2 separate regions of the Hordeum vulgare genome follow, and region 2 is linked to region 1. The links are chromatin contacts, called in public Hi-C maps. All regions are on one chromosome and are shown on one strand. The core of a region is the stretch at or near the end of the contact, and the rest is flanking DNA. Distances in the headings are between cores, read along the strand shown. Region 1 holds the start of LOC123407326 (ranBP2-type zinc finger protein At1g67325). Region 2 holds the start of LOC123407337 (isoamylase 1, chloroplastic).

What was found. Hi-C and Micro-C count contacts between places; a contact is called where the count stands out from the background.
Region 2: a contact with region 1 is called in a Hi-C map of seedling, with 7 times the contacts expected there. The contact joins the promoter of LOC123407337 here to the promoter of LOC123407326 in region 1. A contact is called at or near these places in 3 of 6 Hi-C or Micro-C datasets (leaf and seedling).

The regions. Positions count from the first base shown.
Region 1 is chr7H:184,688,153-184,694,130 of MorexV3_pseudomolecules_assembly, forward strand. It overlaps LOC123407326 (ranBP2-type zinc finger protein At1g67325), which reads right to left and starts at 3,831. Exons shown (of 10, transcript XM_045100436.1): 1 at 3,632-3,831; 2 at 3,449-3,494; 3 at 3,242-3,354; 4 at 2,855-3,122; 5 at 2,427-2,497; 6 at 2,205-2,256; 7 at 2,007-2,116; 8 at 1,182-1,212; 9 at 827-978. The coding sequence starts at 3,643.
Region 2 is chr7H:185,465,609-185,471,586 of MorexV3_pseudomolecules_assembly, forward strand. It overlaps LOC123407337 (isoamylase 1, chloroplastic), which reads left to right and starts at 2,859. Exons shown (of 18, transcript XM_045100450.1): 1 at 2,859-3,371; 2 at 3,472-3,654; 3 at 3,743-3,835; 4 at 4,117-4,269; 5 at 4,561-4,637; 6 at 5,123-5,264; 7 at 5,337-5,444; 8 at 5,542-5,627; 9 at 5,866-5,937. The coding sequence starts at 3,003.

The DNA.
Region 1 (5,978 bases), core at 2,581-5,080:
ATTCTTCGATATCCAATTGTCGAGAATTTCCAAAACATAACAGTGCAAGCCAAGTGCTCGGAAATATCTTCTCTAAGGCTCCTAAACATAACTTACGAAGTAAACTAAACTTTGAATGGAAGGGGGGATCCCACCTTGAAAGTATCTATCATAAACATCTATTAGATTTTTTCATAAAAAATAAGCCACCATTATCAAGCCATTATAGACATTAACAGCAACAACAAAAATAAAGAACTGGACATGAGTTAAAACTGAAGACCACAAACATAACTTGGAAAAAAACAATCAAGACAAAATCATGGAGTCTATGTAATACTTCACTGTAGATGAAAGACATCTAAGACACATATATAGCTAGAATCCATTATAACAAATAGCAATTTCCCCTGAGTCCAGTGTACACGACAAGCAAATAAAATTTCAGGAGGATATTAACAAATGGGATATCTTGATCAAAATCTGTAGAGATATGAAAAGCCATGACTCCAGTTGCCAACTTCACAACGTTTACCATTAGGCTGTGACTCAACTATGGTCCCAAGGGGAAGAAACTTGAAACGACAGCAGCGACTACGGACACAGATGGACCCCAGACATTCAGACTGAAACTTGACGACGACGCTGAACCTTCTTGACCCTCATTACTGTTCTAGGACTCACTGTAACAGTAAGGACACGATATATAAGCCATGCACAAGAGAACATTGAGACAGGCAAATAATGAAAGGAACTATTGAATAGAATATTTAAGGCACACAGCTTTTGGTTTTCTATAAGGCACGGAAAACAACAAGGACCATACTGGAGGTTCTGAATCACATACCTGATTGTCCTGGTCTGTAGCCAGATCATCAGGACTGTTTGCCTGCAATGGCTTTTCTTCCCCACAACTTGGACGGTTGCATTTTGTCCGGAAAGGATAGTTTATGTTATTGCACTTTTCACACTTCCAACTACCCTCTGGAGTCTTTGGTTCTGTCATGTGCAAAGTTAGAGATATATAACTGAATAGTGTTTCAATCGTATCTAATAAACTAGAGCAAAGCTTAGAGACATCTTGACAAGGGGTTGCTCAATATTTACTGATAACAAGACAAGCAAAATACTTTAATATGGGGGGGATGGGGGGGGGGGGGGGGGGGGCTAGCATGTATATAATGTTAAACACAAAAACTTACTTGAAGCTCTTGAACTGTCAGGTTTGGATCCCTGCAGAAAGAGTTAATATGTAGGTTATCAGTACAGTAATCATAACAATTTAGCTCTAGAAACAGGAAAAGAAGCTAAAAATGATGAGTACATAGCCATTCCAACATTAACAAGAACATAAGGAAAAAAAAAACCAAATACACTAATCACTTCAAAATAATTGATCATGCTCCACATTAGCACTAATGCAATGGTGTAACAGCTTGACATGGACTTGATGCCCATTGCCAGGTGAATGAACAACCGTTCTTGGTTTGGTTCGTGACAGAGCATGTGTATGTTGTAATGCATAGGGATTTCAGTTTCAAATTTGCACAGCAGATAAGAATTTAATAAATACCTTTTTAGAAGAAAAAAAATGGTTATCAAACAACTAGTGAAGCTATAATGCCCAAGAAAAGTCCAAGTATGCATATACACTGATCAACAGATAAATAGCAAATACGCAAATTTGGTTGAATCACATAGAACATCATCTCACTTAACAGCTTTACACATCACGTATACTTCAGACAGATGACTAAGCTTGTGGACTGCGGCAGCAATGCCAACTTCAAAGCACAATTATGAGGTTGGCTTGGTTAGTAATACTCCCTCCGTTCCTAAATATAAGTCTTCGTAGAGATTCCACTAGTGACTACATACGGAGTAAAATGAGTGAATCTACACTCTAAAATGTGTCTATATACATCCGTATGTAGTCCGTAGAGAAACCCCTAAAAAGACTTATATTTAGAAACAGAGGGAGTATAACATATGAACTTAAATCTCAATGCGAAGGAACCGTGCCAAACCTGGGTGTCAGGTCTTGGTGTGTTGCATTTTCTCATGTTACAAACTGTCCGAAAGGCAAAGTTAATGTTGTTACAATTAGGGCACTTCCAATCATTATCACGCCCAGCTCCTAAAATAGTTCAAGAGAAGAGGCAGAGAATTAATCTGAGTGCCAACAAAATTGATTGACCGGTGAAAAGAACAATGAAAATTTATACCAGCAGATTTCTTCTGCAAGCCTTCGTCAGAATAGGAACCAGCCCTTGCGCCCTACAAGAAATAAATAAACGACATGTAGATTGCTTAGCATGGTGAATCACATCAAAACAGCAAGAATAATGAGAAATAACCTTCCCACACAACATAAATAGAAGGCACAAAAGGTAGCAGCAACCAATTGTGGCAATGTAATTCATACTAATATGTAAAGGAGTAATTACCATTGCACCAGGACCACCAGGTGAGCCCAAGCCATATCTATCCATGGGCATGCTGATGCTGTACATTCCACCTATTTACAGGGAAATGAAATTCAAAAACAAATGTAAGAAACAGTGTGACAACATTTGGGTCAGATCTAAAAACACCTTCTATTCAACAAGCATCAGAGAGACAACTGCCTCAAATCAAAAATCAAGAAATCAACAAGTAATTCATCCATTACAGACACATGTTGCACAGTACAATAATAGATAGTATTGTATAGAAATAAATTGGACATTCTACTAGCATTCCTGGCAAGCAAGTTCAGACAAATGAAGGGTTGCATATTATTTACATATCAGATATTGCTTATTGCATTTGAACAGCTAACCACACAACAAAGTAGCGCTATCAAAAAGTAACAGACATATCATAGCCATCTTACCTGCACCAATCATAGAACCACTAGAATACGGTGGTGGCGCCGCCATATGCATTGGCCCATAGGGGCTCCCCATCGGGACTCGCCCGCCATAGCCATAGGGATATCCAGAACCTGGAGGGAGCTGAGGAATGCCATAGCGTGGCATGGGATGCCCGTTATAGAGGGAGGAGCCATACGGGGGAGGAGCCCCAGTGAGGTACATGGACGGAGGCGTCCCCGGCGGCATGTAACGCCCCGGCACCGAGTAGTGGGGCGGAGTCTGCATAGCCTTGTAGGCAAAAAAGCAACAGCCGCACTAGGTAAATGCAAAACACCCAGCACATAACAGGTACGCATCCAAGCCAACGGATGATTGAGTCGACAACAGCAAGCAGGAGCCGAGAGTACCGTGTGATCCGCGGGCCTTGACTGGTCGCAGTTGCGCATGTTGCAGGTGGTGCGGAACGCGAAGTTGACGTTGTTGCAGCTGGGGCAAATCCAGTCGTCCTCGCGCCGGCTACCTGAACGTCGCTCGTGCAAAGCAGGCAAATCGTCTCAGGCACAGCTCATAGAGCGGGGAGGAAATAGATGAACGGAACAGCTTGAGCAACCTACCGTCTGTGCGCGCGCGCTTTCCAGCCGATTGGATGCGGTTATCCATCTGCAAACGCAAAGGAGGTATGAGCGCGGCGAAGGACTTGGTGCCGCGGCGTCGGGGTTTCACCCCCGCGGCGGGCGGACGTCGAGGGCAATTCGAGCGAGCTCACAATTCGATCTGGGAAGACGAAGTGGACTCACCTGAGAAGACATTGTTGGTGGTGAGCGAACCGGGGATAGCAGCCGGAGAGCGCGAAGACGTCCGCGAGACGCGCGGGCGGAGGGGAATCCGGCGGCGAGAGAGGGGAACGCGTCGCCGGTCTAGGGTTTTGACGTCTTGTCGATACTGGTTTGGTGGCTGCCTCCGCGTTGGGCGCTGTATAGGGCGTACGGGGCTGGAAAGTACGGCGTATACCGAGCTGCCTCCGTTCGGGCCTTTTACCTTGGGCGGAAAAACAATTATGGCCCATTTTACAATCTCCCCGAGAATAGAGGTCTATCCTACTTTCTCTTCATAAAAAAAACTCAAATGATAAGTACCACACTGTATCACAAAGCACTTCGGCCCTAACGTTTTTCTACAACTAAAGTTATTATTAAAGTTATCATCCTCGTGTCATTAAATTTGTCATAAAAACGTTCGGAGTTGCCATGTGTTTATGCCATGTGTGACACTTGTTCTAAAAACAAGTGGGTCGCTTTAAACAAACATCCTAAAACGTATCTATATACATCCGATTCATAAGAATGTTAGAAGATCTTATATTTGTAATCGAACGAAGTATTACATATGAATAATGAAGAATAATTTTTATGAATTGCAATCCTATAAATCAAACAACCCCTATAGAAAGGCACTCAAATGATTGGAGTGTCAAAAATTCCTCGAGGAATCCTTTGAACCAAGGATGCCCCAAAACAAAGAGTGATTTTTCTGTCATGCATCTAAGAATTGCATTTAATATCCCATGCATTTATACATCGTCGTTCACTGCTTTAAGATACATGTTGCATTTAATGATTTTTGCCAAAATGTTGTTGTTACAGAAATAACTTTCGGCTATGGGGTATAGCAAAGGTTATCGTACATTTGACAAGAGTAACATAGCGATGTTATTTCAATAGGTCCAGTCACCTTGACGAAGCGCGACCTAGTCCTATGTTAGAATGGCCTCGTGCGGGGTTGTATGGCCATAGTCTGTGAGTTGTATTCAACTCCTTGAAACCCTCTCTCGAACTCGAGGGTGGTGTTGGAGACCTTAGGGCTGCGATGGGTCGGACAGTGGTGCAAGTTGTGATGGCAACACCCTCCAAGATTCACTTCTGCGAGGATGGTTGCAAGAGAGTTGACAAGGCTAGCTCCTGGTGTTCCATCTTGTTGGATAGTGTGCCCTCCGTTCTCAGCCTCTTGAAGTGGTGTCCTTCCTTTTTAATAACCATGTCGCTATGGCTCTTTTCTTGATGGGTGCATCGACCTCATGTGAGGCTCGTGTCGGTGGGGCCATCTAGCTTCGTCGATCGCAGATTCAGATGATGTTAAGGATTCTCAATAGCCGACGCCAGTCTTGTTGTTAAAGAAACAACTTTCAAAATGGCTATCGTTAGTACTCCGATAGTTAGTAAGTTAGCAAGGGTGGGTGTTACGACAATGTTTTTAATAGATATAGTCGCCTCGATGGAGCACGACATAATCTATGTAAGGTGGACCTCGAGGTTAGGATGGATTGTTGGAGGCTTCGATTCATACTAGTGAACTCACGCCATGAGTAAACGACTGAGTGAGATTGACTTTGGCATTAGACGATCATTTTGTTTCAAATTGGATTTTGGACCAAGCAAAGTCAAAGCGATTGGTCCTTTTGCCCCATAATTTGAGATCGTCCTCCATATGTCCCCTCAGAACCCTTTCCCTAAACCTATTAAAGGTCGATCTAATTCGTAATGTGATTCCTTAGACTTGATTCTAATGCGACTTGAGGCTGTCAAAGGGACGAATAGCAATAGTGCCCTGCCCTTAAGTCTATTCAATAGTGAGTGAATAATTTACACCCACCAAGGTTGTATACAAGGGAGGGTGCCTTGCCAATTGACCATGGATATCAATGATGGTGGGGGTAAAAGGGGTAGCATGATAAAATATGGCACACGAGCCCATAAAGACTAACCAAAGGTGGGTGGGTGGGTGTGCCCATAGTCAAGGATGCACCATGATGCTTTATCCATGCAGAATGGGCGTTTAACTAGTTCGGCCTTATCTAGTCTTGGGCTCCATTGTTTCTTGCATTCACTATTCTATTTTGCCTTTATTTGGCCTTCTCATTTGATCTAGTTGTCATGTCAACTTGCTTGGACTTCTGTCGACTGCATTGAACTTGTGTTCACTAGCTGCATAAGACTCATTGACCCATTCTTGATTATTTATTTCCACCCAACAAAAAGTTTCCTTGTTTAGTATCACATGAGGTTTTGTTGATCTTATATAATGTTTCAAAATATATCATAATATTTCACTATGTACCACCGAATTCACTCTAAAACGTAATACTCC
Region 2 (5,978 bases), core at 1,609-4,108, 780 kb after region 1:
TGTGAACTGAACATCGAGAAGGAAGTTGATGCTAGATGTGGATCCTTTCATCAGGTAATAAGCATCCTCACGCGGAAAGGTGCATAACTTTTTCCTCAAATATGCACGAATGTGCATATCATATATTGTAGAAGAAAAGCAAAGACATCTTCACAAAAGTTTACAAATAGTCCAATCCACCTAGACATACAAGCTAGTCCTCACTACTCACTACCTCCTAACCCTACCAAGAAAAGGGTTTATGTGTTCCTTGATTAGTCCTACAATGGCCCACACCCTTCCTTCTGTCGTTATCCTACACATGACACAAATTGATATCAGGTGATGCTCCATCAAATACAATAGAATTGTGATTGTTCCACAACTCCCAAATAACTAGGAGGAAGATCTGTCAACTCGGACAACCAGATCTTTCAACTCCCACATCGGGGGGGGGGGGAGCCCTAAATATTTGTATGTGATTCGCCTCTTCCATGATATTTAGAGAGGTGCACACCTCGACCCTAGTATCAATAGGGGTACATGAGCTCAGAAAAATGCTAGATTTGTCCTCACTCACCAGTTGTCTTGAAGACACATAATAATCATCAAGGACTCTTTAGAGACTGGTTGCATCGGTGGTATATGTTCGCATGAGGATTAACGAGTCATCCACTAATAGTAGGTGTGAGATCGAGTGGGCGTTTCAACACACATTTACTCCGAGCGGACACTTGTGGCGATAGATGATCCCATGTCTGACTCATCTGAAAGGAGCAAAATAACCAGTTAACACATTATTCATCCGTACATAGTATTCCATCGGATTTACACATTCGTAATTAGGGCCATCCAATTTGTCGTAAACCCCATGTGTGACAGGATCATCTCTAAAAAGCTCCACTCAACAATATCATAAGGCTTGTGCATATCAAGCTTCTCCTTATTTTTTTCCTTTATCATATGGTATGACTCCAAAAATACTAGAAAGTTGTCGTAATAAGAGTTAGTAAGGAGTTACATGCTTTAAAGGTGCTTTCAGCTATGAGAAAGGCTCAATCTTTCAGCGGTTAGTAAGGAGTTACATGCTTTAAAGATGCTTTCAGCTATGAGAAAGGCTCAATCTTTCAGCGGTTAGTAAGGAGTTACATGCTTTAAAGATGCTTTCAGCTATGAGAAAGGCTCAATCTTTCAGCGGTTAGTAAGGAGTTTTGATATCATCATACAAACCATGTTCCACGAAATCACTAATTAGGGAGTACTTCTTTTAAAGATCACTTTCACCTTCCTAAGGCCTTGTTTGGAACCATTCAGATTATATAATCTAGTTTTTATAATCTATTTTGTCTCCAAACATGACAAATTATGGTGTAGATTATAGAAACTAGATGGACAAATTATTAAAAACTCACAATCTATTCTACCCCAGCTAAAATCAGATTTTGGATTGCTAATGACTCATTACCCTTGTAAAGTTGAAGATAATTAAATTTCTGCCACCGTCGCCTTCCTTTAAAAAAAAACAAAGGACAGACATGTCATTATGCAATGAAAGACCTGAATTACAGTTTACATAATCTAGCCTCCAAACATGTCCACCTAAATTATTTTTATAAACCAGATTATATAATCTATCTTCATAACTCAAATTATCATAATCTATTATGGTTCCAAACAGGGCCTAAGTTGCGACAAGTGGTGTACTGCATGCGTGCCACTTGTCGTAACGTGAGAGTTTTATTTTTTTCGTAGATTCATATTTTTAAAACGTTTTATCTCCTAAACCGTGCATCAAAATCTCGAAACGTTTTCATCGTTGAATTTCTCGTGTTGAGATCTTCAAAACTAGATACCATGTTGATAGGTTCTGATGAACTTTTTTCACGAAAAAAACCAGACAAAAAACCGTTCCTCTCGCCATAGAAAAAAAACCCAGAAAACACGTTCTTTTCCTTTCCGACAGGCACTGCCGTGCCTCTCATGAAGGCAAAATCGTGCTTCTCGTAAAAATAAAACCATGCATCTCGCGAAAAAAAAAGTTATTTTCCCTTTTCGAGAGGCACGGGTGCCTCTCGTGAAAACAAAACCATGCCTCTCATGAAAAAAAACAGAAAATGCATTATTTTTTTCCTTTCTGAGAGGCTCGGCCGTGCCTCTCACGAAGGCAAAATCGTTCCCCTCGTGGAAGCAAAACTGTGTTTCTCGCGAAAGCAAAACCGGGTCTCTCGCAAAAAACGCGTTTTTTCGTGCGAAGGCAAAACCTGTCTCTTACGAAAGCAAAACCGTATCTCTCGCAAAAAAACAGAAAACACATTTTTTTTTGCAAAAAAATATTTTATTTTTTTCCGAAAAAAACTAAGAAAGACCGATGGAAAACCGAAATACCAAAAAATAATAATAAAATAATAATCTAGAAAACCGAAACCGCGTGCGAAAAAATAAAGAAAATGAAATCTGAAGGAAGCGTTCACAGCGCGACATGTGGCGGCAACTGAGAACACGCCCGAGTGCTCGCTCCGAATCTTCCGAAGAAGCGCTCGCTAACCAGTGACTTCCACGTTTCATCATTTATTGAAAGATGATTTCAGGTATGAGAAAGGCTCAATCTTTTTTCGAATAGAAATGAGAAAGCCCTTCTCCCACGGTTCTACCTATGGGATCTTGCTCTGCCTGCAACCGGGCCTCACGGAAAGCCCGTGCCAGCGGACCCACCCCCCAGCTAGCACGGAACGGCACCCGCAGCGGCCGGTCCAAATGGACGGCGAGAGCCGCAACGCGACACGCCCGGCACAGTCAGCAAAGCGAGAGCGCGCGCACGGCGCACGCCCGGACGGACGGTGCGGTCGATCGTTCCATCCCTCCCCCCTCCTCACTCAATCACCGCAGTATCACACTATCACACACGCACTCGAGTCACACTCCACACGAAGAACCAACACGAGGCGCGCGCGGATCCCCCGATAAATAATCCCACCTCGCCGCTCCTCCCCAAAACTAATCACCGATCGTTCGGGGTTCCCGGCATGAAGATGATGGCCATGGCCGAGGCGCCCTGCCTCTGCGCGCGCCCGTTCCTCGCCGCGCGCGCGTGGCGGCCGGGGCCGGCGCCGCGCCTGCGACGATGGCGGCCCAATGCGACGGCGGGGAAGGGGGTCGGCGAGGTCTGCGCCGCGGCCGTCGAGGCGGCGACGAAGGCCGAGGAGGAGGAGGACGAGGAGGAGGAGCCGGTGGCTGAGGACAGGTATGCGCTCGGAGGCGCGTGCAGGGTGCTCGCCGGAATGCCCGCGCCGCTGGGCGCCACCGCGCTCGCCGGCGGGGTCAATTTCGCCGTCTACTCAGGCGGAGCCACCGCCGCTGCGCTCTGCCTCTTCACGCCAGAAGATCTCAAGGCGGTGGGCTTGCTTCCCGAGTAGAGTTCATCAGCTTCGCGTGCGCCGCGCGCCCCCTTTTTTGGCCTGCGATGTGAGTTTTGTATCGGGTGAAATGCTGCAGGATAGGGTGAGCGAGGAGGTTCCCCTTGACCCCCTGATGAATCGGACTGGGGACGTGTGGCATGTCTTCCTCGAAGGCGAGCTGCACGGCATGCTTTATGGGTACAGGTTCGACGGCACCTTCGCTCCTCACTGCGGGCACTACTTTGATGTTTCCAATGTTGTGGTGGATCCTTATGCTAAGGTGATGATACATTTTTTACCTGCATCTTTGTATCTACAGTAAAAATTGTTACGTGGACGCTTATTTGCTGTCTTTTGTGTTGCTCTAGGCAGTGATAAGCCGGGAGGAGTATGGTGTTCCGGCGCATGGTAACAATTGCTGGCCTCAGATGGCTGGCATGATCCCTCTTCCATATAGCACGGTATGCCCGATTGCTGAAAAATATCGGTTGCGTTTGTTCTTTTCTCGCACTTTTCTCCTGTCTTCCACTTGTACTACAATGCCCGAGACAGTCTCATTATACATTTGTAGTTGTTTGCTGACTTTGACGAAAAACTTGTAATTCTCTGTTGTTAAAGGTCCTTGAATCATATTTTTTATGTTATGTTTGCAAATGGAAGCGAAGTGAAATTGCATCTACTATTTGTTGCTATTATCTTAGTCGTTTAATTGGACATGCAGTAAAAAGGTTTGCATCTGCAGTTTGATTGGGAAGGCGACCTACCTCTAAGATATCCTCAAAAGGACCTTGTAATATATGAGATGCACTTGCGTGGATTCACGAAGCATGATTCAAGCAATGTAGAACATCCGGGTACTTTCATTGGGGCTGTGTCGAAGCTTGACTATTTGAAGGTACAGCTGTACTTGCTGACTACATAAGATAATTTTTATAGAAAGCTACATATATCCAGAATTTGGGTGATTACAAAAACTATTGCATACTATAGCAGTTACATGCTCATTATCGAGAAGATGCTCACGCACATCTTATTTTGGATTCTGTATAATACCTGATTCTGTAATCATAACTAAATATGTTTTACCAGATCTGTTTATGAATTCTATATTATTTACGTAAGCTAGTTTAGTGACTGCTACTTTATTTTATTTTATGACCGGTCATTAAGACTATTCCCTCTACAGGAGCTTGGAGTTAATTGTATAGAATTAATGCCCTGCCATGAGTTCAACGAGCTGGAGTATGCAACCTCTTCTTCCAAGTATGGACTTGAATTTAGTATTAGCCTGCTAGCACTGTTTGAGTGAGAGTTCATACACATTCTGTGTGTGCATAACTGATATTTGTTCAAAATATTGTTTTTTAGCAGTCATTCAACAGTTTTACATCCTAGTTATCTTTACAGATAAGATCGATGCCGGCTGCTGCTAATGATGTTAATACATCTCAAGTACCAAAGCTAGAATTTCTCCATGAGACATCAATCCATAAATGAAGTTGGTCACAACAGTTGAATAGTTGATAGCTGAAAATGAAATCTAGCATGCTATTGTGTTGCCATCTCCAGACTTGCTAACATTAATTTGGTCTGCCTGCCTGTCATTTCTATCAACGTTTCCAATTGCCCTCTCATTATTCTTGTGTACCATGTGCATGTGTTTTAACACAATTATTGTTGGCTATCATTCTCTTTGGTAACACGACCAATTTATCACCATTTTGTTTAAATTCCCGTTATCTTATCAGGATGAACTTTTGGGGATATTCTACCATAAACTTCTTTTCACCAATGACGAGATACACGTCAGGTGGGATAAAAAACTGTGGGCGTGATGGCATAAACGAGTTCAAAACTTTTGTAAGAGAGTCTCACAAACGGGGAATTGAGGTAAGCAAATAGTATGAGTTAGTTGCTCCCTTTTCAACTTATCAGTTTGATGCGAAGATATGTTATTGTTAGGTGATCCTGGATGTTGTCTTCAACCATACAGCTGAGGGTAATGAGAATGGTCCGATATTATCATTTAGGGGGGTTGATAATACTACATACTATATGCTTGCACCCAAGGTGAGAAATCTTTCCTGTTGCGTAATTGTTCTTTCATAGATGCATAGAGTATAGATGTGTTACGTAGTTCTTTTTCAAGGGCATTATGTTCATGCAGGGAGAGTTTTATAACTATTCTGGCTGTGGGAATACCTTCAACTGTAATCATCCTGTGGTTCGTCAATTTATTGTAGATTGTTTAAGGTACATATATACATTTTACTTCTAGAAATACTTTCCAATTCTTTCGCTGCTTATCATTTGATATAATTATTTTGCAAGCTTGTAGAGGTAAATCTTTTGGTCAGCATATTGTACCTTTAAATGTCACAAATACTAATGTCTTGGTGCTTATAGATTTGGCATCTTGAAATCCTTTTTCTCCAATAAAAAAGGGGAAAATCTACTGTACGTCTTGTCAACTAATTAAGTTGTTTTGCAGATACTGGGTGATGGAAATGCATATTGATGGTTTTCGTTTTGATCTTGCATCCATAATGACCAGAGGTTCCAGGTAATTTGCATTTATTATTTGTTTGTGTGTTGCTTTTTCAG